Linked DNA regions of Mus musculus: regions 2, 3, 4 and 5 are each linked to region 1. Evidence: chromatin contacts called from public promoter capture Hi-C data. All regions are on one chromosome and are shown on one strand. Each heading gives the region's core, a stretch centred on a gene start, on an enhancer-like site or on the middle of the called end of the contact. The rest is flanking DNA. Distances are from core to core; before and after follow the strand shown.

What was found. Promoter capture Hi-C pulls out the DNA fragments that hold promoters and counts their contacts.
Region 2: a promoter capture Hi-C map of pre-B cells shows a contact between it and region 1, with 3 times the contacts expected there. The contact joins the promoter of Abcf2 here to the promoter of Kmt2e in region 1. A contact is called at or near these places in 3 of 39 promoter capture datasets (the C10 cell line and pre-B cells).
Region 3: a contact with region 1 is called in a promoter capture Hi-C map of liver, with 2.1 times the contacts expected there. The contact joins the promoter of Galnt11 here to the promoter of Kmt2e in region 1. A contact is called at or near these places in 2 of 39 promoter capture datasets (liver and pre-B cells).
Region 4: a promoter capture Hi-C map of pre-B cells shows a contact between it and region 1, with 3 times the contacts expected there. The contact joins the promoter of Rheb here to the promoter of Kmt2e in region 1. A contact is called at or near these places in 4 of 39 promoter capture datasets (fetal liver, liver and pre-B cells), 2 of 115 datasets of contacts at active chromatin or transcription factors (pancreatic cancer cells and thymic regulatory T cells) and 1 of 9 other capture datasets (liver).
Region 5: a contact with region 1 is called in a promoter capture Hi-C map of hippocampal neurons, with 5 times the contacts expected there. The contact joins the enhancer-like site here to the promoter of Kmt2e in region 1. A contact is called at or near these places in 1 of 39 promoter capture datasets (hippocampal neurons) and 6 of 115 datasets of contacts at active chromatin or transcription factors (acute myeloid leukemia, embryonic midbrain, embryonic stem cells and 3 more).

What each region holds. Positions count from the first base shown.
Region 1 is chr5:23,432,640-23,437,999 of GRCm38.p6, reverse strand. It overlaps Kmt2e (lysine (K)-specific methyltransferase 2E), which reads right to left and starts at 3,536. Exons shown (of 26, transcript NM_026984.2): 1 at 3,217-3,536. 5031425E22Rik (RIKEN cDNA 5031425E22 gene) reads left to right here and starts at 4,664. Exons shown (of 3, transcript NR_165300.1): 1 at 4,664-4,790.
Region 2 is chr5:24,575,229-24,580,049 of GRCm38.p6, reverse strand. Abcf2 (ATP-binding cassette, sub-family F (GCN20), member 2) reads left to right here and starts at 2,583. Exons shown (of 14, transcript NM_013853.2): 1 at 2,583-2,703; 2 at 3,323-3,531. The coding sequence starts at 3,363.
Region 3 is chr5:25,220,651-25,225,986 of GRCm38.p6, reverse strand. It overlaps Galnt11 (polypeptide N-acetylgalactosaminyltransferase 11), which reads right to left and starts at 3,115. Exons shown (of 12, transcript NM_144908.4): 1 at 2,956-3,115.
Region 4 is chr5:24,840,516-24,845,592 of GRCm38.p6, reverse strand. Rheb (Ras homolog enriched in brain) reads left to right here and starts at 3,232. Exons shown (of 8, transcript NM_053075.3): 1 at 3,232-3,408. The coding sequence starts at 3,357.
Region 5 is chr5:21,679,572-21,684,785 of GRCm38.p6, reverse strand. It overlaps Napepld (N-acyl phosphatidylethanolamine phospholipase D), which reads left to right. Exons shown (of 5, transcript NM_178728.6): 2 at 1,321-1,630. The coding sequence starts at 1,337. Among named protein-coding and RNA genes, the nearest start is that of Gm51277, 8.2 kb to the right of the region's middle. Within about 2 kb of position 3,310, at least 46 of the 459 cell types and tissues checked have an H3K27ac peak or open chromatin away from gene starts, as enhancers often do. A contact at or near this core is called in forebrain and hippocampal neurons, where this site is marked.

The sequences.
Region 1 (5,360 bases), core at 2,287-4,786:
AACCACTACTAACAGACAGCTATTACTGCCACTATAAATACAGAGTTGACAGAAATGGAAATGGGCAAAAGTTCTCAATTCAAACTGGGATCAAAAAGATACTTTGTAATGACAAAAAAAAAAAAAAATCAAGTATCATCAAATTGCAGTCAGTTTTTAGAAAGTAATTTTACTCTCCAATCACAGGTTTTCTATAGATCCACACAAACAAAGAAGCCCGTAATCACTCAAACTTAGCTATTCCTAGGAGCAAAGGCTATTTGTGAGTTTCCTCCCAAGAGTCCAAATGCTTCAAAATTCTCTGGGAACAGAAAACCCACAGAACCTGTTAATAGATTTGCCTCTTCCATCCTAACCTAATGGAGGTGCATTGTTTATAAAGTAAAATAAGATAACAACAAACACTTTAAAAAAAGTTATTTTTAAAATAACTTAAAAGTTATTTTACAGGATTCAAAACAAAAGAGAAACAAACAAAACCAAAAGGAGGCTTTTTTTAAAAATTTCTAACTTGATGTTTTTTATGTGAAACCAAGTTAGCCAATTATTTTGTGTCTAGACCTGACCAATATCAATAAAGACAACCATAGCATATATAGACAATATACCTTCTTCTTGCTACATATATTGATAAAACACTAATTTCATGCACTAGATAGGAAGTTCAAATATCAATCATCAAGTTAAAAGTACCCACCTTGTTCTAAAGCACAAACCTTAACCATGGAGCCCATCCACTATACCTAGGGCTTAGACTCACAACTCAATCCAGAGTCTTATGTAAATACTTGACTCCAAATTCTAACACAAACTCTCCCACTACCAACCAACATTTTATTATATAATATTTCAAAAATTCTAACAAAGGTTGTATACCTGATTACTCTTCAAAGATGAAACTCACTGGCATGTAAAATTACCTAATCCCATTATTTCCACAATTATTTAGTAGAATGTACCTTACATCAGCTAGTTCATATAAGCACAATATGCAGTAACCCTGCTCTAAGGTTTATACAGAGGAGAAAGACTTGTGAACGAGTGTGTGCTCTCCGACCTTTGTAAGTACTTCTGGATTGAAAAGCACTCATCTTTCAGTTGCTACACAATCAGAATCATCAGTCAACCCATTAATGGCCCACTCATACCTGGCTATTTAGAAAAAAGATACCCCTCCCAGGATGCAAATAAACTGAAACCAGTCACACTTTTAAAAGTACAGCTGAATGACACCTGACATTTAATTTTCTATCTCAGACTTCAAGATTTTAAAGATGGCATAAAACAGATTCAAGTCCCTATTAAGAAATGCTTTTATTTAAGGACTATCACAACAAATCCCCCAATCCAATAAGGAACTGGGCATGGGGGAAGGAATGAAGACCAAAGCCTTATTTTTTAACTTACATAATGATGATAGTATGCAATAAGACAAATTTAAGAGGCAGCAAAGCACGGAGTGTCACCTTACCACATATACAAGCAACTGGAAATGATTAAAGCTTTAAATACAGGAGAAAACAGAGGCAACACAAAAAACAGGAAGAAAAGAATCCTTATATCCAGTGAGTAACAGGTTTAGGTCTGTTTGTACAGCTCCCTAAATTTTACTCCAAAACAGAATACAAGAACCAAAATATACAAAATTAGTTAGGAGTTGAGTGAGAAATGTTTAACTGAAGGTAAAAATTCCCAATCATGCAAAATGGGCTACTTAACAAAACATTTTACTTTGACATATTAGTTAAAAATGGGCGATTTAAAGTCAACACAGACTATTATCTGCATCGAATAAATGTTTAATGTTTAAAAGCCCCCCGACCATGAAATTTCCAAGGCCAAATGTCTTATTGTTTTCAAAAGTGGTATTGTTTTATTTGCCTCTTAGGAAAACCCAATAAAATTAATCAACTATAACACAACACTGTAATTTGCAATAAAATTGACGAATTTTTGTAAATGGCTTGGAGGAGGGGGGGGCAAGCCCAATCTTTTTCATGTAAACATAATACGCTTGTAATACACTGCAGACAAACGCACTGCATGGGGTGTGGAGGACCCGAGCTGATTAGATTACCACAACATCAGCCTGGGGCCGCCATTTTTAGAATCTGTAAAGGACAAAAGAGGGAAATTACAGTTTTTACTCTCCATCTCAGAAATTAAAGGGAAAGGGAGACTGTTTCCCAATTAGGTATTGCTATCTTCAACCTAGAGCTGAATGCACCTCACTTGATTCTTCTCCAAGGTCTCCAGAACTGCAAACACATATATATTATCTTCATCTCTAAAGGATGAATAAAATAAGCAACACCGAAATTTACTTTAGAACTAACTCCAGTGATTTCCCTTTGACTTTAAATTTGATCATTCTTGAGAGACAGTCTAGATAGGGCGGATCTAGGCGGAACTAAAGCCAGTGAGGCAAGCACCCAGGATTGTTTTTTCTCTCCCTCCTCCCCCGTTTAGCACAGGGAACCGTTTGTTTCTCATCTCTGTCTGCTGCCACCGCGTCGGTGCCAATCCTTCGGTCAAAATAAGCTTTCCTGAAATGAGCCATATTGTGGATTCTAAGGCTCTGGCACAGTAAAGGACGGCAGTAAGGCAAGAAGAGCGGGGGAGGAGACTGCGAAGGCTGGGTACTGACTGGGGTGACCACCTTAGGGGCGGGTTTACCCTCTCCGGAGAGGATGAGGAGCGGTCTCTCTCCTACAAAGAGAGATGCCCAAGGCGTTCTTTTAACCCCTTTCACATTTAAGAGAACATTATGCCACCGAATGGCAGGGAACAAGGGCAGGAAGAAGAAAATGGGGCCTAAACGTCTTCTCTCTGCACCCGAACAAGATGCAGCTGGAGGAGGGGAGAGCTGGCAGCTCGCGGGACCTCTCCGACACCAGTCACAAGCCTCCTTCCTCACCCCGGAGGCCTGAATCCGCTACCAGGGAGGAGGGCGCCCCCTCCCTAACTCCCACTCTCAAGGGGGTTTAACTGCCAGTTTCCCCTTCCACAACCCCAAAACCCGCCATAATGCCCCAGTGCCAGGGACAGGCAGGAGAAAGGACAAATTCCATTTCCACAAGCGACGTGGCCCCAGCACAGGCGCCTGGGGTTCAGTGTGGACGCCCGGCTCCCGAAGGACAGCGACCCTCTCTCCCTAGAGCCCTAAGTCCCCCCACCGTGGACCCCACGACACCCACAGACACGACAGGCACTGACCTGTGATGGTCACACACCAGACACCCGAACCCTGTTATCGGCTCGACCCCGGGCGAGGTTCTCCACACCTCAGCGCTCGGTCGACCCCCGACGACAGCCACTGCGGTCGCAGAACCGACTCCACACCCCCTCCCCAAGCAGCAGCGCGCAGCGTCTTCAGTGGGAACCCAAGAGTCGGGCACTGCGGGCCACGGCAGGAATGACGAGGAGACGCTGAGGCTGCTCCGAGTGTCTATGCCCCCTCTGCTGCCGCTCCCGAACGCAGGCTCGATCTCCGACTCGGCCCCCTGCGCCCGCTCAGTGTCACTGCTTCTCGCTCTGGGAAAATGGCGGCGGCGACGGCGGCGGCGGCGGCGGCAGCGGCGGCGGCGGCGGCGGCAAGCGCACGGGGCCCGCCCGCCCCGCTCCGCAGGGGCAGGGGGGAGGGGACGAAGCTACTCGCCGCCATCTTGGTTATGGGCTGCGGCCCGACGCGGCCTCTCCGCCGAGGCGTGGAGACGTCACGCTAGAGGCCGCGAGCTGGCCAGACACTCCGTCTTTCCCACAACAGGTGCATTCATCCATCCGCCGACGGTTGGGGAGGTCTTGCTAGCTGGTGGGCTTGGCTCTTTACCCGTTGTCCCCGAGTAGCCCTCAAGCCTGGATGTAGGTGAGCGTGAGGATGCTACTAGTGGGTAGAAGGATGACAGCAGGGACGGGGACGACCCCCCTCCCATCACTTCCTAAGGTGATGCACTTGCTCCTACCCCCCAAGCAGCCTCAGTCCCGGCAGCCCCCTCCCCCCGGCCTGGCCTGCCAGCTCAGGGTGAGCCCGGTCGGATTGTCACTCGACGCCCACTAGTGGCTGAGGAGGCTCCAGTGCGCAGGCTCCGGGCACCGGATAAAAGCGGAGCTGGCGAGTCCCGCGCTGTCTCGATGGAGGAGCGAGAAACGCAAGAGGTCGGGGGGAGAAGCCGCAGAAAAAATTGCAGCCATCGTCAGCGCCGCCTCCCTGCCACCGTGTATGGGGTAAAAGCTGCCGTTGCCGCTGCCGGTGCAGTCGCTGCCGCCGCCTCCTATACTTCTTAGCACCGGGGAAGGATTCCCCGCCGCGGGACAGTGTGCTGGGCGGGGAGCGGGAGTTCGTTTGTGTGGCGGTGATTAAACGAGGGAGGGACAGAGCTGGTTTCTCGAACCGAAAAGGGGAGGCCAAGGAACAAAACAGGGTTCTCCACTAAAATCACACAGCGATTACGGATCTGGCTTTGGGGGCCTTTCCCCGGAATGGCGGTTTCCGTCTTCTTGGCCCGCAGCACGACCTTGGGTGCTCCGTAAGAGGAGTGGGGAGAGGCAGAGGCGGTGTCGGCAGCCAATCGGCGTCTGGTGATTTCTGTCGGGCGCGTAGGGATTGGCTGACGATGACCTCATGCTGCAGCAGCGGGTGGGGCCAGAGTCGTCGGGGGTGGCTGTTGCAAAGGCAGAGAGTGAGAAGTGATGACGGTGATCGTTGTCGCCGCGTCTTCTGTGGAACCCAAGCAGTGCCGAAGGAAGTCGCAAGGCTCTTCCCCGACCTTTTGCTCCTCTCCCTGCGCGAGGTGAGGGCCCTGGCTCGGCCTCTGCGAGACTTTGGGGCGCTGGTGCGGCCGTGGAGGCGCAATTTCTCCTGTGACTTTTGTAACTGCGTCAGGGCAAGATGGCGCTGGGTCTCCTTGGGGCGCGGGGGGAGAGGCACGTCCACCGCCGCCGCAGCGCATGTGACCGGCTGCATTCCTGTGGGGTTTGGCGGGGACCCAGGCAGGGCGGGGGAGGGGACCGGGTTTGGGCGGAGGAGATGGTGGTGCGGTCGGCGTTGGCTGCCCGAAGAGGAAGAGATGACTGTTTGAAAGCTCTTCCCCTCCCCCACTCCCCGCAGCAGAACTGCTGCGGGGGGGGGGGGAGCCCCTGAAAGGACACTCCTTTCGGGGTGTGCCAGCCACTGGTGGAGGAGAAGGTTTGACGCCTTCTTATATCTGCCTTTCTCCTTGCAAAGTATGCTTACGTAAGGTGGCAGTTCCCTCCTGTAAGCCAACTAGGAGGCCCTGAGTGTCACTGGTATGGGTAACAAGGACAGGTTAGGCTCTGAAGGCACCACAGGTAGGAGTGTTGATTATTTCAGACAAAACATA
Region 2 (4,821 bases), core at 1,334-3,833, 1.1 Mb before region 1:
AACTAGTTTTCAGCGCATGTGCAATAGGAGAAACCGTGTCCTTTGACATTCTATTATCATTCTGTGTCTACGCACACTCGGGATTGCATACAAATAAATCAGATGCAGAAGTCTGCGGACGTGGCTCAGGATTTAACAGCACTTACCACGTAAACATGACTTGAGTTCAAAGTCTCAGAGCTCATATAAAAAGGATCATATGGCTGTAACCTTAGTGCTATGAAGGGTGGTGTGGAGGCAGGAGGATTGCTGGCTGCCAGCCTAGCTCCAGGTTCAGTGAGAGACCTTTTCTCAAGGGAATAAGGCAAAGGGTGACAAAACAGAACACTGAAAATCCTCCTTTGGCTTCCACACACAAATGGGTGCACAGACTCATAGATACATGAACATACACCACACACACAAATAAATAAGACATTTTAAAGGGTTCGTAAGATAGCTTAGCAGGTTAAAAACCGAACAACAACAACAAAACTCTTGCCAACAAAGCTTGATTACCCGAGTTTGATCCTGATTGAAGGACAGAATCAATTCAATAAATTGCTATTGTCTGACATCAATGTGCAAGTGGTATAGCAATAATTAATAATAATAATAATTAAGTACAATTTTAAAGATTGAATGCATCATGGGACAGGACGCATGTAGTGAGCAAAAGCTTATGTAAGTCAAATCTGTCTGTTACAATAGAGAACCACTCGTATTACCCTCTGTAGTAAGCAGCCTCTCTTTTCCTTAGACTTCATGAAATGAAGCATCAGACTCGAGGACACTCACTCATGTGCCCTGTGGTCAAGACTGACTGCATTTCTCATCTGTGATATTACTTGGCCTTTGAATAAAGTTCCTTGCTACTTTGTAATCTGTGTATGCTCATGTCAATTGTGTGAAATATCAATAGAACTACTCAACTGGTGGAGGTTATTCTAGGAACATGGTCAGTGGTATTTAAATGGCTTAACTCTGAACTCTAAATTCTAGCAGAGGAGAACTGCTTCTACTGTTGGGGGAGAGAGGTGAGATTAGTGTTTTGTGTCTTACAGGGATCTTATTCAGACTCCCTTAGGCTTTCCAGTCATTGCCATCTCTGTTGAATAAATTCCAATGAGGCACTGAGTAATGAAGACAGAGTTTACCATAGAGTAAAATGAGGACACCCTCAAAGGCAGAGGTGGACAATGGACCAAGAAAATGTTTCTCATTGGTGGGAATGGACAATGGTCACATGGGTTTTATACTAGTGCTTCGTTTCTGAAACAGACAACTTCCTTAGCAGCCGCAGTTTCCTGTTTAGGCGATTGGCAGGCCCATTTGGATTTCCTTTTTCTTTTCTTTTTTCTTTTTTTTTTTTTTTAAAGCTGTGTGTGTGTGTGTGTGTTACAAAGCCTCCTTTTACCTTCCTCCCTTTTCTTTCATTTATTTATCTATGTGTATGAGTACACTGTAGCTGTCTTCAGACACACCAGAAGAGGGCATCAGATCTCATTACAGATGGTTGTGAGCCACCATGTGGTTGCTGGGAATTGAACTCAGGATCTCTAGTAGAGCAGTCAGTGCTCTTAACTGCTGAGCCATCTCTTTAGCCCGTTTTCATCTTAAAATTAGTGTGCTGCCAAAGACACAGGGGGCAGGCTCTGAAGCTACTTGTGATGTCCACCCTCAATGATCTTCACGCCTAATTTCTATTTAGCTTGGCAACATGGTGACCTTAGAGGAAAAGGGGGTCACTTTCTGAGAATGCACTCAGGGGCACTAAGTTTGCTTCCTTCTGTGTCATCAGTGATGACACACCAGTGGACAGGACCCTGGACAGGTAGCAAGCAAGGGTCGTAGAGTTGTTTTGTGTATGAGGCTACAGATCTAGTTTATAATGTTCCTAACACTAAGTCTGCTTTAGATTTTAGACAGTGAGACTCAAAGGAAATGAAACAAGTCACAACTAAGTGTCCATAGAGCTAAACTCAGCAAAGTGGTCCTATACTTTAGATTTTTCCACCACATTCGCATGGCTCTGGTGGAACCCAGAAACTCTTGACTAAGATACCAAGGTTCAGCACAGCGTCTGGCACTTTCAAAAAGTTTCGTTAGCGATGGACGAGGCTCTCAATTTCGGTTCCATGAGACGAGGATGCCTTTCTCGAACAGAGTTCTGTTGGCGTGGTCTACAAAGGGTTACCTCACTTTCAGAGCCACCTGCCCAGCAGCAACTCGCTCTTCTTTCCCCTCCACCTTCTAACTCTCTTCTCTCATTGTTTGGTCTCGCACTCTTAGGACGCTGGCCGGGAAGCTTAGTCGCACTTCCTGCTGGTTAAACCAGTAGAGCAGCCTGGTAAATTTATCTGCTAGGGGTGGGGTATCCTTTGGGAGACCAGCCCACCTCTCCGAGGAGCAATCTGGGATTTGCAGTTTTCAGTTCTTCAAACCGGCTTGGTAGGACGGGCCTCTTGGACTCTAATCCTCCCCCAACCAGAATCATCGCGCGTTCTGATGCCGTCACTAGAACGGCGCAACACCTGGGAATCGTGGTAGTTCCGGAGGAGAGTCCCGCCCTAAGTTCTTACGATTTGAGAACTACATTTTCCAGAAGCCCTCGCGGCAGCGCGCCAAGGGCCGCCCGGGGCCGTGATTGGTTGGGGAGCCGGCCGCACGCGGAGGAGCTCAAGGAGCAGCTCTGTTGCGACAGAGGCCGAGCGGCGAGGCCCCGTGAGTTGAGGGGGAAGGGGCGCCGGAGGGGAGGAGAGTGTGGACCCGTGAGCAGGAAGCGGGAGGAGAAGCGGAAGGGAGCTCAGGGTCGGAATGGAAAGGGCCGAAAGGGAAAAGAACTGGCCCAGGCAGAGACGCCGGCGAGCGGGGTGTGGGGGAGGTTAGGGGCAGCGAGCGCAGAGACCCTTAGGGACCCGCTGGGGAGGACTCGTGGTTCCGGGAGAGAAACCGCGCCGCAGTCGGTGGGGTGGATGAGAGGGACGGAAGGGAGGTCCGGGACGAACTCCTGGCGAAGAACCGAAAAGGAGGCGGCTGGCAGAGGTGCGCGAGCGCCAAGTTCGGAAACTGGAGACGAGGGGCAGAGCGGTCCCTCACTAAGGCCCTGGGGGAAGAGCGCATCCGAGTGAAGCCGGCGGTGGGGATTGGCGCGCGAACCCCAAGGGAGGAGATGAGGCTGGAGGAGCGGTCGAGAGAGTGTGAGAAGCCCGGACAAAGTTGGCGGGGACAAGAGTTGGGCACCACAGGCTTGATAGGAAAATTCCAAGGAGGGATGGGATAGCACTCAGACATTCTTACCTGTAAGTTTAGAATTTTGGAGTATCTGTTTGCTTTTCTTCAGACTCCTGAAAGGACTGTAACTACCCCTGTGGCTCATCACCATGCCTTCCGACCTGGCCAAGAAGAAGGCAGCCAAAAAGAAGGAGGCTGCCAAAGCCCGACAGCGACCCAGAAAGGGACATGAAGAAAATGGAGATGCTGTCACAGAACCTCAGGTGGCAGAAGAGAAAATCGAGGAGGCCAATGGCAGAGAGACCACAGGAGATGGAGGTAGGTTGGGTGAGTTTCCTGAGCTGGTTTTCGAAGCCAAGATCAGAATCTGGATGCAGATGCATAGGCCTTTAATTCCAGCATTTGGGAGGCTAAGGTAAAAAGATGAAGGTTTGAGGCCAGGCTGTCCTCACATCCCCATCTTTTTAAACAGAGTAAAGCACCCACAGACACATGTCTTTATATGCCATGAAACTTTTTGGTGACACCCACACCCATAGAGTTAAAACTTGTTACTGATGAAGGAAACTGAATTCAAGTGGCAAACACAGATGGGAGTTTTTGATCTACCTTGGTTGGTGCTGCAGTAGACAATAAAAGGGAAGGCAACTTGTACTATTTCCTGTTTTTCTTCCTACCTATGGTGGTGAGTATACAGGCTCTACCATATGGTGCTGTCTTTTCTGGGGGGGGAGGCAGATGTTTGGAGATAGAAGGGTTTCTCTGTGTAACCCTGGCTGTCCTGGAACTCTGTAGACTAGACTTGCTTGAAATCATAGAGAGATCCACCTGCCCCTGCCTCCTAGCTGCCGGGATTAAAGGTGTGAGCCACCATCCCTGGCTCATATGGTACTCTTAATGTCACAGGGATAGTGATTATACCAATGAGTAATGTGTAACATATTGTTATATATCTTCATGTAATTTTTCTGATAATATATTTATGGTTTTGTTACTTAGGTTTAGGGGATTTATTGTAGCATTTTTCCATATTAAATAAGCTACTCACTCACACTGTAAACATAGTTTGCTCTCAGAAAATTTATTTTATTATTTCTTTCTCTCTTGCTCTGACAGAACACTCTGACTAAAATTAACTTGAGAGGAAAAAGTTCATTTCTTCTTATATTCCCAGGTCCTTTTTTTGTTGTTTTTGTTTTTTTTTTTCGAGACAGCCCTGGCTGTCCTGGAACTCACTTTGTAGACCAGGATGGCCTCAAACTCAGAAATCCACCTGCCTCTGCCTCCCGAGTGCTGGGATTAAAGGCGTGCGCCACCACCACTACCCAGCTTCCCAGGTCCATTTTTGAGGGAAGTCAGGCAAGGACTTTTGTTTTGTTTTTCAAGACAGTTTCTCTGTAACCACCCTGGCTGTCCTGGAACTTGCTTTGTAGACCAGCTGGCCTTGAACTCAGAAATTCTCCTGCTTCTTCCTCTGGAGTGCTGGAATTAAAGGCATGGGCCACTACACCAGGCATCAACTAGCTTGCTTATGTAGCACAGACCCACTCAGCTAAAGACTTCACTGCCTACACTGGACCCTCTGCATTCATTAGAAATTAAGAAAAT
Region 3 (5,336 bases), core at 1,866-4,365, 1.8 Mb before region 1:
AGCCTTTTAAAATATCATGAGTAGGTTCAGGGATTTGGTAAAATGAAGCAGATTACCCAAACATTTTTATTTTAGATTTACTTTTATTTTTAATTATACACATACACACACACACACACACACACACACACACACACACGGTCTGCAGAGTCCAGAGGTGTCTGACCCACAAGCAGTGTCAAGTCACCAACATGGGTACTGGGAATTGAACTAGGTTTCTCTGCAAGAACACCACTTCCTCTTAACCACTGAGCCATATTCCTAGCCTCACCTGAAAGACTTACAGGTCAGTGAATTGTAAGGGCTTTAAAGCTAGTGGAAGTTTAATTGTAGGAAAACAGACTGGAGCTCTGCCACTAAGAATAAACGTGTCAGGAATGAACTGGACTTGGTAGTTCACATTTACAACCCCAGCACTTGGGAAGCTGTAGCAGGAAGAATGTGACAACAGTTCGGGCCAGCCTGGGCTACAGAGTGAGACCCTATTGGGAAGTGGGATGAAAATCGCTAGCTAGTGTCTTTATGCAATTCTACTACCCAGCTTAGGGAAGAAGTCCTGACAGCTGTGTACAAAACGGTTTAGGATAGAGGGAGAAAATGTTTAGAATCAAGGAGTTAATGACAACAATCACAAGGAGAAGCCATCTTGGCTTGACCTTGGGCTGTGAAACTGAGTGGGGAAGGTAAAACAAAGACCAACTAACTACCTATACTGGTCAGCATGAATGGCGTCACCTAAGGAAGAAGAGGCTATAGCACCAAGCTTTCAAGTCTTGATGACCCAGAACAAGGGTCAGAGGTGAGCTGGTACATTGAAGATAGGGCAATGCCTTCACATTGGAACCCAGGCTTCACACAGAAACTTAAGACACACGGGAACTGTAGCTGAAGCTACAGAGAAACCAATGCAGAGCAGGTTTACGTAACAAAGGAAGAGCAGGTGCAGAGAACAGATACTGAACAGATCCTCTGGGACACTGGGAACTTTGGAGAAGAACCTAGGAAAAGACTTCCGAAGGGTTCCAAGGATGGAACACAGGGCCCCCAATGGAGGAGCTAGAGAAATTACCCAAGGAGCTAAAGAGATCTGCAACCCTATAGGTGGAACAACATTATGAACTAACCAGTACCCTGGAGCTCTTGTCTTTAGCTGCATATGTATCAAAAGATGACCTAAGCGGCCATCACTGGAAAAAGAGGCCCGTTGGACTTGCAAACTTTATATGCCCCAGTAGAGGGGAATGCCAGGGCCAAAAAGGGGGAGTGGGTGGGTATGGGGGACTTTTGGGATAGCATTGGAAATGTAAATGAGCTAAATACCTAGTAAAAAATTAAAAAAAAAAAAAGAAGAAGGGTTCCAAGGTACATCCAGAAGATGTGCTGACAAGCAATATGAAAGGCCATAAAGGTCACTGGAGACCAAGCCAGACAAGTGGAGCCATCAGACTCAGCAGTCAGTGCTTTTCAAACACGAACTAAGCAATTCAAACCTTCCATAGACATTCCAAAGACAGAAAGCAGAGAAACTATTTGCCAGGATTCTCTAGAGTAACAGAAATTATAGAATGGATTTCTCCATATAGAGAGAGGGGGGATTTATTAGAGTACTCCCGCAAGTCCAACAATGGCCGTCTACTGATGTCAAGTCCAAGAATCTAGTTGCTCATCCACAAAGCTGGAAGTCTCGGCTGTTCTTCAGCATACACTGGAATCCAGCATACAAACAGGCTCTAATGCCAGTGAAGGAATATGGACTTTCAAGTATGGGTGAGAGCAAGCAGGCAAAGAGGGGGCTTCCTTATTCCATAGCCTTTGTAAAGGCTGCCAGCAGAAGGTGTGGCCTTAGATTAAAGGTGGATCTTCCCACCTCAAAGATACAGATTAGAAATGCTCTCCCCACTTCAAATGATTTAATTCAGCAAAAATCTCTCACAGTTGTGTCTAGCCATTTTTGGTTGTCAAGTTGACAACCAAGAATAGCCTCAAACAGATACAGATAAAGGAAAGACCATGGATTCCAATTCAAATGAAGTATCTAAACCAGGTAAACTGAGAGACTGAAGAAGAGCAGGAGTCCCTGCCCTATGTTATAATGTCTGTCCTGAGTGATTGATTTTGGAAATATATGGCACTGCCTGTTAAGACAACACTGTGAATGTACCCGATGCCATTCAACTATACTAGTAAAATAATCAATAAACTTCATGTTAATTATACTTCACAAGAAAAATAGTAATATAAAATTGTTAAGAAACCTGGCAAGAAACAGCACAGAAATGTTAGAGATTTGATTCCAGGGCCATCAAATGAAAACTATAGACTACGGTATGGTGACATTTCAGTTGCAGAGCTCCGTGGCAGGCACATGCTGAGGGTAAGAAAGGCTTACTTCCTGTTTTTCTTAAAGCATTATTTCAAATAAAAGAAGAAATAAGTTTGAAGTAACTGTTTTGTTGGGCCCACGGACTAGAAAGCGTCTCCAGGGTCTCATTTTTTGTTTGAAGATAAGCAACCAACCAACATGATGGCTCTCAAAGTAAAAGGACAAGATCTGACAGACAGGTGGCGGGTCTTCCTATATTTATATTTAAAGCACTAGTTTGGGGTGTACGAAAACCATAAAAGGTAATTTTTTTAACAAGCATACTGCAAAGAAACATGCATCCTTTCTGTCTTCCAGCCTCCTGTACCGACGCGGTCTAAATCCTGACCGTAATAACAGCAATAAAGATAAAATCGGTATTTTTTTCTAGTAAATCACAACACTGGCTGGAGGTTACGGCCACCGAGAGAACGGCCATGCGCAGTACCCATCACTGCTGTTGAATCCGGAAGCAGCTCTGGCCTCCCAGGCCACCAAGCCTGCTCCAGCAGCCGCGTCCCTTCAGGCCGCAGCCCACGCTCAGGCGCCGACGTAGGCCGCGCGGGGTCAAGCGCCGCGGGCCGGCTACTCACCGCGACACCCGCAGGCCGGGATAGCGGCGCTCCAGGGCACGGGCTGCGGCATCTCCGCTCCCGCCACAGCCCGGGCCGAGCCGCACGAGCCGCGGCGCGCGACGCGGCCCACGACACGCAGCCTTGCGGAGCCCTCGCGTCACGGCACGCGTCACCGCACGCACGCCCTCGCCTCCGAGGATGACGTCACCGCCCGCGGCCTGGCGTCACGAGGCCCGGGCTCCTCCCCGCCCAGTGTGGAGCTGAGCTCTGTCCCATAGGGCCTTAGTGAAGTTCACTCCAGAGAGAAGCTTAGATGAGGGGACGACTTTTTCTTGGAGAGAATGTGAGGAAATTTAGCAGATCAAACAGAATGGTAAGGTTTTGGTAGTTGGTCCATTAATGCTGCTTTACATTGACGGGTATCTATATTAATCCTGTTATCTCACCATGCTATTCAGCCAAGACTTTTTTTTTTTAAATCCGTGATGTCTGGTAGAGCAATGGGACATATGTAAGGAGAAAATTCTGCGTCCCTTATTTTTAAGAAAGCAGCATCTCCTGAACCAATAAATTGTTCTAGCTAGCATTAACCCAGGATACTTCCCTCCTGCATTAACTGGCTGTGGTGACCGACTTTGACTTGAAATGCCCCACTGGGGCTTATGTGGAGCTTGGTGCCTGCTGGTGGTGCAATTGCCAAAGATTGTAGAAACTTTTTGGAGGTGGGGGTCAATCTAGAGGGAGAAGGATCAGGGATGTCCGAGGGTCTTACCTGGTCCAATTGTCCAAGTCTCCTTCTGGCTTCCTGCCCATCATGAAGTAAATAACCTACCCCATATACTGCTGTCATCCTGATGTTCTGCTCAAATGCGATGGCCAAGCAACCATGCAATAAACCCTCAGTAACCATGAACCAAAATAACTCTTTTCCCTTTAAGTTGTCAACACAGTGGCACAAAATTAACTCATATGTGGCCCTGCCAAATACTTACTAGTATTGTGAGGCTGTAGGATGCTCTGTGAGGTTACCTAGGTCTATCCTTAAGGCTGAAATCCTGATGGCCCTTATCTGTGTCCTTCCATGGCCATTGCCCTCAGTCAAACAGTTGCTGCTCAATGCCAAAGAAAGCATTTTTCATAGTTCCCATTCTTGTCCACACAGCATCTTAACGGGAACTCATGGTTGTTTAAGGGATGACTCTCTCACGAGAGGGCAATAGAACAGAAGCATTGTCATGCCATAACCATGTGTCTGCTATTGTTCCTGTATGTGTGACAACGTTCCTGACAGAAACTACTTAAGGGTTTATTTTGGCCACAGTGTGAGGTACAGCCTCTGCTGTGGTGGGTAAGCCATGGCAAGCAGAGGTCTAAGGTAGCCTGTGACACTTCACCCTCAGGAGGCCCAGAGAGGCTGGTGCTCATCTTACAACCTGGTTTGTTTTGTTTTTTTGTTTTGTTTTGTTTTTTTCTTTTTATTTGATCCCTGCTCCATGGCCACCCACATTCCAGGTAGGTTTTCCTTACTCAGCTAAACCTCTCAGGAAACCACAAAGACATGGCCAGAGCAAGGCAGTGCTGCCACACACCTTTTATCTCAGCACTGGGAAGGACAGCAGAGACAAGTGGATATGAGTTTGGGGCCAACCTGATCTACAGAGCTAGTTACAGGACAGCCAAGGCTACACAGATTAGCCCTGTCTCAAAAACAAACAAACAAAACAAAACAAAAAAAGACCTGCCCAGAACAGGAATGTTTCCTAGGTAATTTCAAATCCATCAAAGTGGAAGTGAAGATTTAGCCAGTTTACTAGGATCCTCAAATGGGTGAAGCTTACAAAATACAGGACCGCGGTGAGCATCCTCGAGCTCAGTCCTGCTAGGAACCCATAAGAAACACCACTGCAGTGATGAGAGAGCAGGTAGGTTGTGCCTGCATGGGCTGTGGGGGCATCCCTGTCAGGCATTTCCTCCTTTTTCGTCCTTTCAGTATGTTTCTTCCAGAATTTTCTTTGTAGATTTTGTGAATTACCCCTCTTTGGCCTTCTTAAACTCACCTTCTCTAGGGTGAACTCTATAGCATTCTCCAAACCCCAGAGAAGTTCTCTAGCATTGGGGAGTCTGTGGACACGGCAGGCAGGAGACTAGCTGCTTCTGTCCCAGTCCCTGCAGGGCCCAGAGCTTCTTAGAGAAAAGCAGGACATAATTGAAGAAGCCTTGGGAAAGCTGTGGGTCACAGACTAGAGAACAGAGGGCAAAGATGTGAAAATAGAAGCAGAAAAGAAGAGCGGCACAGGATATAAAAGCCAGTGGGAGCACTTGGGGAACCTGGCTGGAACACATGGGACCTGAGACACCCTGCCAAGGTGCCATGAACATCAGACACTTAGGAACCCAGC
Region 4 (5,077 bases), core at 1,983-4,482, 1.4 Mb before region 1:
AAAATTAAGATGAATCTAGTTAACCTTTTCTCATCAAATATTTAAAAGAAAACAATAAAACTCTTAGACACAATAAAACTCAACTAAGGCCAAGATTTCCCATGAGAAATAATTTCACAATATTTTTTTTTTTAGTAAACAAAGAGTTTTGTCTTCCCCTGATCCAGTAATGTGGGGTGGGGAGGTGTCTCAAGAAGTCAAAAAACTACATTGTAGGCTGGTGAGTTGGCTCAAGGGAGTAGCAGAATTTGTGCTAAGCCTGTTAACTTGAGTTTGATTCTCAGGACCCAGATGGTGGAAGGAAAAAAAAAAAGAGACTCCCAAAAGTTGTCCTCTAGCTTCTAAATATACCATGTTATGTACACACACAAATACAACACACATAAACAAACAAACAAACAAAACTGTGTCACAACTATAAGTCTTGTACTTTGCAAATGTTCACAAAAAGCCAATAAAAATATTACAGTATAAGGCTGGTTGTTTTAAATAATAGCCACAAACCCCAGAAATGGATGCCAGCAAAGACCTATCTGCTTGAGTCACATGTTTAGCATAAGCTCCTCAAGGGACAATGGTCATTAACTGAACTAATTATGTTCTCTATCTAGAGATTTAAATGGAAGACTTCAGAGTTTTAGGGCACATAGAAAAGGAACAATGTAAAAGAACATGGAGAAAAAAGGCAGCATACTGAGATTGTGCTAGCAGAACATTGGGATGCTCATTGGAGAGAGCCACTCTTCCAGCTGCTTTAAAAGGTTAAAGAGCTTTCTCAGCTGGTTGTACCACTTTGGAGTAGACAGAAAGAGCATTTCTTCTGATGCTCCTGTCTGGTTATATTTAGGTATTTCTATGGGTGCATACTTTTGATATCTATTCTTCTATATAATCTGAGCCATCTATCTTCCCTGCATGCATGTGTCTGTGTACCATGTGCCATGTAGTACCCACAGAGGCCGGAAGTGGGTTCATATCCCCTGGAACGGGAGGTATAGCTGGTTATCAGCCATTATGTGGGTGCTGGAAACCAAAGTCTGTCCTCTGCAAGAGCAGTATGTGCTCTTAACCACTGCGACATCTCTCCAGGCCCCTGAACCATCGTTGAAAGTGAATTCAATCCACACTGGAATAATAGAATCTTCTAAATTCTCCAATCTGACATCTAAGAACTTTAAGTCAGCAACTAGAACATTTTTGAACTTTATAACTACTTCTCTGATTACTAATATTCCTAGCCTAAAGCAATATTGTTAAACTTTTTGAAAGAACTCAAAGAGGGATATTTTTGAGTAGATATCAGAACACGATACAAAGACACCCAACAGGAATATAGATTTCAATTATGCATAGCATGTTGTTTGTATCCTGTTCTATTTAGTAGTAGTAGTAGTAATAGTAGTAGTAGTAGCAGCAGCAGCAGCAGCAGCAGCAGTAATAGTGTGCAGATGTGTTCATAAACTAGAACGGATATAGAGGCCAAAGAACAACCACGAGTCAGTTCTTTTTCCACTTTGGTATACACTGATCAAAGTCAGGTTGTGAGGTTTGTGTAGCAAGTGGTTTTACTGGTTGATGCAACTTGCTGAACCTCCCACCCCACTGCAAGGTAACCTTATGCTAGCTACATTACCACGGACTAAAGTGCTACGAGCTCAAGAACACTGGTGGATTGGGGCATCTGCTGAATATACGTTTAACCTGAGTCTGTTTTAAAATACTTAAGATAGTTCAAAGGGGAAGGCAGTTATGGCTCAGTTCTCTGAGAACTTGAGTTCATCTTGGGTCCAATCCCAAGCACCGAATAAACATGGTTTGGAAGTCGGTAATCCTAGCATTTGGACAGAGAAAAGAGAATTGAAAGATCAAGGTAGCAGAACAGCACTTAATCCCAGCACCTCGGAGGCAGTGACAGGTGGATCTCTAAGAATTCCAGGCCAGCCTGGACTACGTGAGACCCTATAAAAATAAGTCTATTGTGAAGGGCAAAAAATTAAGGACAAGTGTGCTGTTCTCTCTTGGCACCTTTATTTCCAGGCCTAGCCTTTAGTTTGGACTTCGATGAACTAGGCCTAGGGTCTAGCTTTCCACCCTGTTCTTCAATATGAGGATATCTCAACTCCTCTAGTTCTCTGGAAACAAGAGCTTTCTGCCTGTACGACTGTTGTAGAAAATATGACAGCCTTCCCTTTTCAGGCATGGCCCGCCCACACCAGACAGCTAAGCCTCCTCCTTTTCCTCGGCGTTTTTGACAATGGCTGACTTTCACGTTTCTCCAGAAATAACCTCTCGAGTGTTCAGTATGAAAAGACGCACTGATCTGGCTGCAGGACTCCCACGCGCGCGCCTGTCTGTGCGAGGTGCGTGCCACCCGGCGTGTTGCCCGAGTCGGCACCAGGACTGGTCAGCTCGCGCTGCTTTTAATGGAATTTCTGACATTTGCGAGCTGCACAGATTTCATTCTTCCCACAGTTCCTCAGCCACGAATAAAGCTTAGTCACCACCCACGTTAAGCCCAGACTAAAGCTAACATAGCAGGACGGTAATTTGAAGTATAGACAAGTGCGAAGCGAGGTGTCAGCCAACCTACAGTCCGTCAGCTAGGGCCACGCGCCTCGCTCCTTTTAAGGGCCGGCAGGCGCAAGTCGGCCAACGGCTCAGCACTTCACCAATCACCGTGCTTCACGCCTCTGGTTCCGCCCCCGCACCCACATTAGCCAATCACTGAGGAGTTGCCTGCCCGCCCGCCCACCCGCCGGTAGGGCCACGCTTTTGGACCACGCAGGCGCCCCGCCGAGCAAAAGCAGACAGAATTTATTTTTAGCTCCCCGCTGAGCGGCACCTCTCCTTGGCTCCACCCTTCCAATCCCCAATAGAAGACGGAGTTTCCATTGCGTCATCGCGCGGCAGTCTGGGAGCCGTCCAGTCAGAGCTCGGGCAGGATTGTCGTAATTAAAAAGCGGCGGAAGTAGGTGGGAGGGTCATGACGCAGCGAGTTTCGGTCGTGACTTTTCCGGGGGCTTTGGGGCGTCTCCGCTTTTTCCCTTTAAAGTAAAACGTTTCCCCGACGCTCCCCCGCGCGTTCCGGGCTGGGAGGCGGCGGCGGGAGGCGGCGCAGACGGGGCCGCGCGCGGTCACGTGGGTGTGTTGTTGGGGGAGGGCCCGCGCGTTCGGTTCCGGGCGGTTGAGCGAGCTAGAGAAGGAGCGAGCGAGCGAGCGAGCGAGAGGCAGCCGCGCCCGCCGCCGTGCTCTGTATGCCGCGTTCTCCCGGCGCAGCCGCCGCCGATAGTCTGAGCCGGAGGAGCCGCCGCCGCCGCGGTTAATGTGGTTGGGTCGGGGCTGAGCAGGCCACCAAGATGCCTCAGTCCAAGTCCCGGAAGATCGCCATCCTGGGCTACCGGTCTGTGGGTGAGTGGCGGCCCGGGCGATGTCGGGGCTGAGCCCCAGGACGCGGACGCGCCTGCGAAGTTTGTGGCGGCGCGGCCATGTGGCGGGCGGGCGGGCGGCGCGCGTTTCATAACCTCCATTTTGAGTGGAGGCGGCGGCGCCTTCCCCTGTCCCCAGGCGCGGCGGACAGGTGGCGGGGCGGCAGGCCGAGGCGGCCGCGTCCTTCCCTCGGCGTAGGAGCCGCGGGCCACTGCCCGGGAGTCTTGCGGCCCGGAGCAGCCTAGTCGGATCCCCGCATCTGTCCCGCCTTCTCTAAGCACGGTCTGTCCCCACCCGTTTCCCCAATCCCACAAGCCCCGGGCATTTCAACAAAGGAAACCTCTCCTTGTGACCTTTCCATCTGCAAAGAAGTTAAGCCTTTTAAAGAAAACAGGGAAACTTCAAGACGTTTGGCTACCAAGTTTTCCGCCTCCAAGAAACCTAGACTGGACCCCTCACAGGCCAGCTAGGTAGCATCTGGCAGCCAGCACAGGGAAGAGGAGAAAGACGTCTCTAATGTGTCCTATTTTTCTTTTCCCCTTTGAGGAGAAACAAGGCCAGGCACTTGGAACCAGGCTGTTAAAGTAATTCAAAAGCCCGTTTGTTTTCCTAACACCACCACCAAGCGATTGACATACATTTAAAGTTGTTCCTAGTAATCACCTTTTTGCCGAATAGAGGTGGTCCTGGGTGGGGTGGGGAGGGAACGCGGTGTCCAGACAGTAGTATTCAGTCCATCGTGTGATACAGGACATTTGAACTTAACCACGCTGCAGGGTGAGGCTTTATTGTTTTTGACCGACCGGAACAGGGGACTGTCACGTTCATCTTTAGTGCTGTTTGAAAGATGTAACTGTCTCCAGAAAATGTGCGTTTGACAGGGACCACTGAGGAGTGGAGAGTCTGGCAGTAGAACACCTTCCCCACTGGATGGGCTCCTGCTAGGCGGTTCATTCTGCGTTCTCACCCTGCTTTCCACTGCTGGTGCCCGGCTCTGTGCTCTTTGACCAAGATCAGTCAGGGCCTGCTTACTTTTCACCTTCTCTCCTCAAGAACTGGAGAAACTCCTTAGGAAGGGAATGGAAGATCGGAGACAGTGTGACAGATGGGAGTGCCTAGAGTGGAAAGGTGACACGTGCATAGTGCAGTGCTGAGGTGTTCATAGTAGGAAAGAGTAGGTGACTGCTTTAACAATTGCAACCCTAGAGTTAACAGGCACAAAATTACGGTGAATCCATTCACACCAAGATAGAACTCCTGATGTAACCAGTGTTGGTTGTCTGAGTCACCATACTGTTTTCTGAATTCCCTCCAAATTTGGAGAATGAGACCATGATGTAACTTGGCTGTTGATTGAGTACCCTCTAATCAGATAACTAATTGAAGATAGTAATCTTGAATGCAAGGCATAAATAAGTCACAAGTATCAGGGTTACCTGTTTTCAATGCAAGAGAATATTCTACCAGTCTGGATTTTATTGTAATTTTTGAAATGGCAATGGGTTTAAATAAGTGTAGTGTTATGTCTCCTTTGCTAAGAACTTCTGTCAATAGAAAACCATCCTGATTTTTTTAGGCAAGGTCTTATGTAACCCGGGTAGTCCTCGACTCACTGTATAGCCTAGACTGGTTTTCCTGGGAAAGCCCCACT
Region 5 (5,214 bases), core at 2,061-4,560, 1.8 Mb after region 1:
GGTAGGTGCAGTAACGGTCAGTGGTAGCAGCTGAGGCGAGCTGGTGTGCGCCTGAGTCTCCAGTGGTTTCATTGGCTTAGGCTGTTCAGTCTTTTTCGTAACTTCGGGAGCCAGTGATGTCTTTATCTTTATTTTATAGATGGGAAAATCAAGATGAAGAAAAGGTGGGACATTTCTTCACAGCCAGGAGGCTTTAGTGTCTTGGCAGTTTTAAGTCTGCGTTACTTAGAATTTATGTTGTTGCTAGGTCAGTTGATGTGCTGTCTCCTTCCTTGGCGGGTGACCGCATCTGTACTCTCTAGGGGAATAGGTTACAGATTGTTGTTAGTATAAAATGGCCAAGCTTAGCAGGGGTGTATAGAAGGCACTTGAATCACTGAGGCATCTTAGGAAACTAAGCCGGTCTTACTTTATTGCTCAGAACATTGGTAGTTATGCTGATACGGATACGGAAAGGGCCCGTGTGGCTTCTTGGTTTTGTTTTGTGCCATCGGCCTGAGGGAAGCAATTTAAAAAGAGCAAGTATTTGTTGTGGTTCACAGAGGTTTTGGTCGAAGCTAGAGGGGTGCATGTTTCTGGGCCTCTGAGGAGGCTGACACCATGGCCAAGGGCATGTTGAAGTGTAGGAGGAGGAGGCTAGAGAGAGGTTGTGCGTGTTCTCTTTTCCTGTGCACACCCTCCCCCCTCGCCTTGTCCCAGTGGGCTCCAGCTTTCATAGTGCCCAGTGGTTGGCTCCCAGTGTCCACGCCCAGTGGTCGGCTCCCAGTCAGTGGTTGGCTCCCAGTGTCCGTGCCCAGTGGTCGGCTCCCAGTGGTTGGTTGAGATTTTGGACCCATCACTGATGAAGGCAGAGCCCCCATGATCCAGTCACGTCACAGAAGTTCCACCCCTGAAAACAGCTCTGTTGGGAACCAAGCCTGTAACACGCGAGCCATTTGGGGAGGCTGGGGAGGCTTTCTATCCAGATCATAATAGTACTTCTGCTTACTCTGTAGAATGGCACTCACACAGACACGCTTATGTCTAAACGCTGGCTAGGGAAATAATGTTTTAGGTTGCAACAGTGAAGGGACTTTTGAAAGGCTTGGCTGGCAGGTCGATACGATAGGGAAGGCGAACACTTTTCTTTCTAGCAAGCAGAAATACTGGATCTTAAAATCCTGTTTTGCAGCCAGAAGTTTTGAATCAATACAGACATAATAAATGCTCTCATATGGTTGGGGAAATACCATTGGCTGAGAATGGTGCTTTCTAATATGTTTTGTTGATTTTGTTAAACTTGGTAATGTCCCCTTTCCTTCTTCCTTTTGCTTTTCAAAGCTTCTCGCCGAGGGACATGGATGAGTATGAGGACAGCCAGTCTCCAGCGCCAAGCTATCAGTATCCAAAAGAAACACTGAGAAAGCGCCAGAATTCAGTGCAGAATTCAGGAGGAAGTGTGTCTTCTAGGTTCTCCAGGAAAAGCTTCAAGCTGGATTACAGACTAGAGGAGGACGTAACTAAATCAAAGAAAGGAAAAGACGGGAGATTTGTTAACCCATGGCCAACATGGAAAAACATCTCCATCCCGAATGTGCTCAGATGGCTGATAATGGAGAAGAATCACAGCGGCGTTCCAGGTTCCAAAGAGGTGGGCAGCACGTGGCTGGTGTGGAATGGCTGTGTGCTTTGTGTACATATACATGACTTAGTTTGTCTGGGAGGTATGGGCCTCTACTTAGTGATTTGTGGTGTTTCTGTGTGATGAGACATAGTTGTAAGTTTTGAAGAAACAAATGGGTCCTATGACCACACCCTGCGGGTCCTGGGCAGTAGCACAGAATGTGTAAACAATCTTTCCAGTCTGTAGCCAGAGGCTGGGGTAAAGTGTTTTAGAAACAGAGGGGTGGAGTGGTCAGATCTGACTGGTAGGGTTGGAGTATGTGTGGTGGTCCTAGAAAACTGTTTTGCAGAGGTTTTCCAGATGAAGATGAGAAAATGCATGATGCATTTTAGAAAGTAGAAGTTTGGATGGATCTTGCAAAGTAAGCCATGACCTAGAGTGTGCCTTTAATACTTGTACTTGGCCGATGCTGCTATAAAAAAAATCTTTTGATGTCCTTTGCAGAGCTGTGAAGGCTGACTGTCTGTTAGCCTTTAAGGACAGTAGCTTTGCTATGGTGTCATTTGTCCCCTTTTAGCATAAGGTAGGCTTTGGCAGGGGTGCATGAGAGGGTGACCGTTCCCATTACAGGGGCATCTTCTTTCCTTCAAATCTTCCTTAGTTTCCCCCTGTACTTCCTGACATCTTTCTTTAACTCTGATCCTGCCTACCCTTTGGGGAGTTAGGGGCACTCCTGAAGGCTTTGATCTACAGTGGGAAGAGGTAAGGGGACTGTGCCAGCGGAGGTGGATTCTGGCATTAGATCTGTTTGATAAATGTTGCTTGTCTTTTTTTAAAGGATATAGGATTGGAAATCTTATATGGTGCCAGGAATAGTGGTGCACACCATTAATCCCAGCATTTAGGAGGCAGAGGCAGGTGGATCTATGAATTCAAGGCCAGCCTGATCTACATAGTAAGTACCAGGACAGCCAGGGCTATACAGAAAGGCTCAAGAAAAGGGGACTAGAAGCGGGGAGAGATGGGAAAAAAAGAAATCTTCTATCACTTCCATGCTAGAAATATTCATAGTCATCTTTATATGGTATATCTATATCTCTCTCTATATATAGATATGCATGTATACAAACACATATATGCATATATTTGCTGTGCTGCAGATTAAACCTGGGGCCCGATAAATTGCTTTTGTTGATTGAGACGGGGTTTTGATCTGTAGCCCAGGCTGGCTTCAAACTTGTAAAATTATCAAGTGCCATGAGGAGTGTACCACCATGCCTGGCCTCGATATTTTTTTAAGATCCTTCTGAATTAGGCTAGAGATTAATAGATAAACATTTATATTCAGAGCTTTTTAGGATGAGGCAAAGGGACAAGGAAACTGTCATGTTTGTTTTTGTTTTTGAGACTCAGCTTCCTATGTAATTTACCGGAGCGTACTGGAGCGTACTGGTGCTTACTGGAACTTACTGGTACTTACTGGAACTTACTGATAGCCCACACTAGCCTTGATCTTGTGATCTGCCAGCCTCAGCCCCTGACTGCTGGGTTTACAGGTGTGTACCCTCTCACCTGGCCTCCCCCCTCGCCATCCCCCTTGATGAACTCCATCTGAGAAGAAACATTCAACCTGGGAGGAGAGGGCTTAGGGTGTAAGGTCAGGATGGTGAGTTGTGTGGTTTTTGTTGGTGTGAATCTCTTCCTTGTTCTGAACCACAGCTTCTAAAAATAGAGGTTGTCAGTGAGAGGTTCAGTGCTGGCTGTTTCATTTGGAAGAGTCAGTGGCTGCATGAACGTACAGTTGTAGTTCTTCAGGTTTGAGAGATTCTAGAAATTGGATTGACTCTGAGGACCTACCAGGCCAGTGGGTCTTAAGGAAATATTTGTCCCTCCTGGAAACCCAAGAAAAGCCATAGAGGAGCACTGCCCCTGGCTGCACTGGTGTGGATCTTAGGGCCGCAAGTCTCTCCGTTCACTCGGTTAGTTAGCTGGTATTTACTGAGCATGTGTTGTGTGCCGGGCACACTCTGTTATGTGCTAAAACATGAATAGACTAAGTCAGCCAGCTGTGTGTGTATTAAAACACCAGAGGAGTGGTGAGTCAGCAGAGATGTGAGAGGGAGGGCTATGTATGGCTGCATTCTTCAGTGTATTAAAAAGATACCAAAGGGACTCATATCTTTGAATATGCCACTTAAGAATGAATTCGGTATAATCTGAAAGAAAACACCTTTGCACTACTCCAGTGTGTGCCTCACCGATGGCATCTTGTCTGTCCTCTTCCTTGTCTTCTGTGAAAGCCTAGAGTTAGATGAGATGCATGCTGGCTTCCCTTACTTCTGGGAAAACTGTAACTTTGTGTTTAAACACATTAAAAAAAACCATGCTGAGAGGAAGAGCATTTCCCCAGGGCAGTGACAGATCCCAAATCCCCAGACAGAAACAATAGCAGGACAAGTAGGTGAGGGCCCGAGACCTGAGGTCAGCTCAGATTTAATCAGATTTCTGGAGGTCATTTTATGAGTAGATCATGGCCTTAAGTCACTACTCGGAAAAGAAATTAATATTTACATAGGATAATTATATATTATGTTATTTATAGCATGTTACAGTATATTGCATTTGTTTACCTACATATCTGAAAGTGCTGTAAAGGAAACGTATGATTAATGTGCACACTAATTGATAATTCTAAAGAAAGTGGGTCAGAAACAGGATACACAGTTTAGTTGTCAGGCGAGAAAGAGTTTCTTCCCTGGGCCATTCCGGGTGTCTGTCTGTCTGTCTGTTTGTCTCTTCTGGAACATTAGGGCAGTGTGTCGGTCAGCTCACAGGCCACACATTGTTCAGAGACTGTTGTTGCTTTGTGTTGTTGTTGGCTCCGTGACATTGTCTGATTGTTATTATGATTCATAGTCACCTACAGAGGGGAAATGAAAAATAACCCTGGGCAGGCAGCATGTTAGGGGGAGGGAAACAGATGACTTGTGAGTTTCATGACTTGGAGGATGCTGTCAAATTGGCAAACAGGCTGCCCCAGCGTGGCTGGGTAAAAAAGAGTGGGGCTCTGGGAGATGGGAACCAATTTTATGCTCCTCCCTGACTGTGTGGCCTTCTTTCTCTCCCAGTCCTGGGAGACATTCCTCTGTGGTTTAAATCTTACTTGACCTGCACAGCTCATGTGTTAAAGGTTTATTCTTCGGCCTCATGCTATTGAGAATCGGTAGAAGCACTCAGAGGTAGGGGCGGTAGGAAGTCTCCTGGCCATTGGTGGCATGCCCTTGAAGGAAAAAGTGGGACTCTCATTCCTTTCTCCTTTCTTTCATTTTTGGGCAGGAATGTAAGGGACTTGCTGTAGATCCCCCACCATGCTGTGCTGCCCCTCATGGGCACAGAGCAACAGAGCCACTTGATGGTGGCTTGGAATCTCCAACACTGAGCAAACCCAGACATCTTGCTGGTACCTACTTTCTAAAATTTCACCTGGACATCTTGCTTTTGTACTCATCCCTGTAGTCAGTCCCTAGCAGGTGTTTTCAGTCTGAAAATACACTTTCTATACTTTCTTCAGCTGCAGGCAATTCCTTTATCTACTCATTGGAAAATTCCAT